Regions from separate parts of the Mus musculus genome. Here region 2 is linked to region 1. A link is a contact called in public Hi-C data. All regions are on one chromosome and are shown on one strand. Each heading gives the region's core, a stretch centred on a gene start, on an enhancer-like site or on the middle of the called end of the contact. The rest is flanking DNA. Distances are from core to core; before and after follow the strand shown. Region 1 has its middle 15 kb from the start of Gm30173. Region 2 overlaps Gm2447 (predicted gene 2447).

Region 1 (2,528 bases), core at 21-2,520:
ATCTATATAAACACTGATCATTCAGTGCTATACAGCAAGGGCTACACAGAGTCTCAAATACACACACACACACATACACACACACACATTGTATATGATGTTTGACCTGCATGTATGGGTATCACATGTGTGCCAGGTGCAGTGAGGGGCAGAAGAAGGCCTTAGATCCCTTTGGAATGATAAATGATTGTGAATCACTCTTAGGATGCTGAAAACCAAACCCAGATCCCTCCTTGCAAGAGCAAACAGTTCTCTCAGCAGTGGAGCCATGTCTCCAGGCCTCTTAGCATCTTCTCATGAGCTGGTCTTTTCTCATCTGTTTCAAACCTTTCTGTCTTTGCTTGTTGTTTTATATCTGTTCATTGTAATGCAAACTTCAGAGATTTTAACTGGGAAGGGGCCTAACAGGCGTATATACTTAAAGGTTGTAGTTTGAGGGGTCAATGCGGTTTGAGGCTTCTGAGGAGGGAAACAAGGCACAGAGTCACTGTTTATATGTTCAGGTACTGAGCTGCACACTTTAGAAGAATGTGAGAGGCCACGAGGTTAAGGAACACGTCTAAGGCAAAGATCTTGGATGCCAACAGAGAATGCTCTGAGCTTTAGTCAGGTTCCTTGCAGCTTGTAGAAGGTTCTGGGTCAGGAAGAAATAGTCAAGTTTGGAGAATTAAAAACAAACAAATACACAGAACCCCAAACAAAAACCTAACAAAACGAGATAGGGAAGGAGAAGATGTGTCAGGACAATTTCCCATGATCCTTTGGCTTCTTCCGCTGTCTCACACCACCCACCCATCCACAGAAGACAAAGTCTGAGAAATTCACTGCCAATTGAGGGACTGGAGGTCAGAACTAAGCAAAGATGATTCAGGCAAACCTGTGGCTACACCAGACGGAATTCCGTTCAGGACTTTTGTTTAAATGAGATTTGAATCTGAGCAGCAACGGCCACCCTTTGCACCGTTGAGCAAGCCTGTACTAGGTATGACAACACGTTCATTCACCATCAGTTCCCAAACGGCAGCGCCAGCCAGCTTGGCAGATTGTTCCAAAAGTCACACAGGGACAAGGGCATCGTTAAAGAGGAAGTACAACCCAGGAGACCCTTGCTTGACATCTTGGTTGCAAAAGTCACTTTGCCTTTCTGAGCCCACTTGTTCTGGGCATGCTGATGAGAAATCTTTTCTTGTGGGGTGATATATAAATGATGGCCACAGTACCTAGCATGATGCTGGGTGGATGGGAGAGCCTTGGGGGTGGGGTAGGGGGTAAGGAAGTGGGGTAGGGTAAGGGTGAAGTAGGGATAGGGCAGGGGTGGGGATGGGGCGGTGGAGGTGGGGTGGGGTAGGGTAAGGGTGGAGTGGGGGTGAGGGGGTGGGGTAGCATAAGGGTGGAATGGGGGTAGGGTGGGGGTGGGATGGGGTGGGGTTCTATTTTTTCTTTCTGTCTGTTTCTCAGTTTTCCTTTGGATGTTAGTCAGCCAGGACAGAGAGAAGGATGAGAGATGGCCTCTAGTAAACCCGGCTAATCAGTCACAGATGACCCTTGGCATTGCTGCCTGATTGCGAAAGCACGGGCTTAAACATGACACATGATAAGGAAATGGTGTCAAAAAGCACGATTCCCTTAGAGAGTGCAAAGCACTTTGTATGTGCCCTCATTGACAGCAGCAGGGCCCGGGACAGGGACTGTCACGTTCCCATTCAAGGGAGGAAAGACATCTGGAAAAGAGCAAAGATCTGCCTTATGCTCCCCTCCCCTGCCTGCTCTGACCTGTGACCTACACAGCAAGCCCGACCTGGAGCCTCCAAGCAACACCTTCACAAAGCTTCATATTTATTTATTGTAAGAAAGTACCGTTTTCCAGGAAAGGCTTTTTAAAAACACATTCCTGGAACAGCAACTTCATGCTGTTAGAACTAACATACTTTTGGTAGAGCTCCGTTCCAGAGCTTGCAGAGATCAGTTGAAGTGTGTTAATAGTTTGTCACTAATCCAAGGATCACATCCCCAGTGGCTTCCTTTCTTCCTCATTTTCTTCCTCTTCCTCCTCCTTATCCATTGGCTATAGTGTGCTCTGTCCGGTTCTAATTCTTGCAAATCCAAGTGACCCCGTGTTGGCTGACGATTCGTGTGGAGATGACGTCTTGTCCACTCTGAAGCACCACTATACGTCGGAGCTGCTGCCCTGCCCTAAGTGAGTCCGTACTGTGTGAAACAGTAGCTCTCAGGAGGAGCTTTGCCCATGCCGACCCTACTTTGCAAAGGGACATTTGGCTCCATTTTGAGCATAAACACAGGGGCAAGGTGATTGCCTCTTGTGTACAAATTAAATAGTGACATCTGTCCAGTGCAAGCCACTGGGCACAGACTGGCAACTTACTGCTACAAGGAAGAAGGTGCCACCCATACATTTACAAATGGAGGTGGGGAACAAGGAGGGATATGGGCATATTTAAGCTCATGGAGAACCAGCCCTTCAAACTTATTGGACAAGTCAGACCAACAAGAGATGCTACAGTCTCATT
Region 2 (2,528 bases), core at 14-2,513, 250 kb after region 1:
AAGCGTGTATGTGAGCGTGTGTGTGTGTGTGTGTGTGTGTGTGTGTGTGTGTGCTGCACCCTACCCCACAACATATTGCTCTGATTATAAAGAGCTACTGTATTTTTTGCTTTGGGAACCAAACTAACTACCTACTATCTTAGGATATGAACTTTTATTTCCATGGGATATTTACTCCAAATGATCATTTGTTTAACCCACTGAACTACACAGATCACAAGAAGGTAGTATTCATGGTTAACATCTTGCTGGGAACAATACTAAGAAAATATGTTTTCTAAGAGTGAGTGTATAAAACAGGTAGAAAAATAGAAGCAAATTACCTTAAGTAAAAATGGTGAGAGGGGGGTGGAGGCAGCATCTAGGTTTAGGTGAGAGACATAATTCTAACTGCACAAGGCAGACCAATGTTGAATTCCGTGATCACTATTTTATAAGCAAATGGCAATAAAAAGGAGAAAGGGAGGAGGAGGAAGGAGGAGCACGGTACAGTGGCATGAGGCACCATTCTGCATTGTTAAGGTTCTAAACCCCAAATTTCCAAAAGGAGGAATTTCAGTGTCACTTGCTCCCCAGCCCATGGCGATAAACCTCCAGAGTGCATGTCACAGCCCCAAGTGACCCTGGTTGTGTCAGCAGCTCCACTGGGTGTATGACCTTTGGCACAAATAAAATGTATTTACTCATGCCTGAATTCCAGTGACAAGTCCCCTTAGATAAAGCTCCACTAGGGGCCACCTGCCCTCAATGACCTGCAAGGCTTTCAGGACCAGCTTTCGTGCTCTGCGCACCTCCTACCGAGGGCTGCCTCACTGGAAAGACTTGACTTCCAGCACACAGGGAGGGAGGTGGGACTCTGACTTCTACAGTCCATTTGGCTTTGCTTCCCTTTGAAGCCATTATTGAGAAGCTTTCCGAGCACGGATCTGCAAACACAGACACCAAGGAATCCTGGGCCCAGAGTTCAAACAAAAGTGTAAGGACAAGTGAGGTGAACGGTATTGAGATCCCACGTAGACCTCTCCTATTCAAAGCAGTCCTTCCTTGTCCTCACCCTTTGGAGAACGTTTGAAATGATGGAAGTTGTATTTGAGCCTCCACTCTGAATGCTTCTGCAGGGTAGAGGTTCCTCCGCGGAGCTTGTGAGGGTTAACTGAAGCAACAACCTCTTTTATGTCTTTACAAGTAGTCTGTTCTCCATTTTACACATGAAGAAGCAGAACAACAAGAGTTTAAGTCACGTGGGAAGTAATACAGCTGTGAAGTGTCCATCCGAGACATCGGGTCAGAGCAGGTCAGGAAATACCCACTAAATCAGATTAGCTGCACACTGCTGTGGGCTTGTCTCTCTCAGAAATCTGTGAGGAAACAGTCCTGGTACTCCCTAGCATTATCATGTTCTCTGTCAGGTTCATGGGGTGTCTGTAGTTTGTTCCTGTAAAGCAGGGTAGGCCACTGTTTATCTGCCCCGGGATCTTTACAATCCAAAACTGATAGCACAGTTTATACCAGGGTGATGGAGAATACGTCCAGGAGAACAGGCTTTATAAACACCCAGTCAATACCGAGCAAAGGACAGGTGCTGTTTGCAAGACCCTGAAGACTGCACTCTTTAGGCAGAGGGTCAGAACACTAGGCATGCCATGTTCCAGTGAGGGTCCAGTGTCCTGACGGCAGGGCTGGAGCTAAGTCACCAAGCCAAGGATTACACCCAAATTGGTTATTTTGGGGCAAATGGGGCAGATTCTAGACACTCGCTACATACAGTATCAGCTGATGTTGCTTTGTACAAAAATGTAGTTAGATGTATCCTTTGGATTGCATTTTTCCTTTACAAGGAAATGATGTCAGATTCTGCTAAAATAAAGCAATGGCTGCTCTGCCTTTATTGTGCACATTCCAACGCAGACCTATTTATCCATCTTTACACTCTTTAGCCTTTGTGCTTGATCCCTGGAACCACGAGGAACAGGAGGCTGAGAGTATTGGTAGTAGTATTGTTGTATCTAACAAGACAACAGGCATAATAAGTCTGTAGTGAACAATGAACTACGGTTAACAGAGATTTGAGCGTTCACCATGGGACAGTCAGTGAGCTGTGTGTACTTCTTCAGTAGACTCCAACATGCCTGTGATGTATGTGTGAGTATCACCCACAAGCCAAGTGAACTCTGCCAGGCTACTGAAGCACTTTAGGTCCAGCTTCGTCCTCTGTTTTAGGAGCTGGGAGGTAGCTGTAATAACTGGGTTAAGGCATACAGTAATTGCAAAGACTGCCTGGGTTAATACCTGGGTGGCATTTGGAACAGTGCCGGCATTCATAAATGCCCAATAAACACTGGCTAGTTTGTGTATTTATCTTAAGATAACCTCTCAAGTCATTTGAGGGATCAAGATTGGAACTCAAACTGCCTGACTTCAGATCCTGTGTCTCTGTGCACAATTTGAAAGCGTAATCAAATAAGTGAGGAAATAGCCGGGAGTCACGTGGCTATATAGTGGCAGGTTTCAGGTCCCTGTCACTCAAG

What was found. Hi-C and Micro-C count contacts between places; a contact is called where the count stands out from the background.
Region 2: a contact with region 1 is called in a Hi-C map of liver, with 2.4 times the contacts expected there. The contact joins two enhancer-like sites. A contact is called at or near these places in 1 of 15 datasets of contacts at CTCF or cohesin (pro-B cells), 12 of 484 Hi-C or Micro-C datasets (CD4 T cells, CD8 T cells, cerebellum and 4 more) and 2 of 115 datasets of contacts at active chromatin or transcription factors (CD8 T cells and large pre-B cells).

The regions. Positions count from the first base shown.
Region 1 is chr3:52,500,806-52,503,333 of GRCm38.p6, forward strand. No RefSeq gene overlaps it. Among named protein-coding and RNA genes, the nearest start is that of Gm30173, 15 kb to the right of the region's middle. Within about 2 kb of position 1,271, at least 36 of the 459 cell types and tissues checked have an H3K27ac peak or open chromatin away from gene starts, as enhancers often do. A contact at or near this core is called in liver and uterus, where this site is marked.
Region 2 is chr3:52,753,903-52,756,430 of GRCm38.p6, forward strand. The region is part of intron 1 of Gm2447 (predicted gene 2447); the gene reads left to right. Among named protein-coding and RNA genes, the nearest start is that of Gm2447, 15 kb to the left of the region's middle. Within about 2 kb of position 1,264, at least 37 of the 459 cell types and tissues checked have an H3K27ac peak or open chromatin away from gene starts, as enhancers often do. A contact at or near this core is called in liver and uterus, where this site is marked.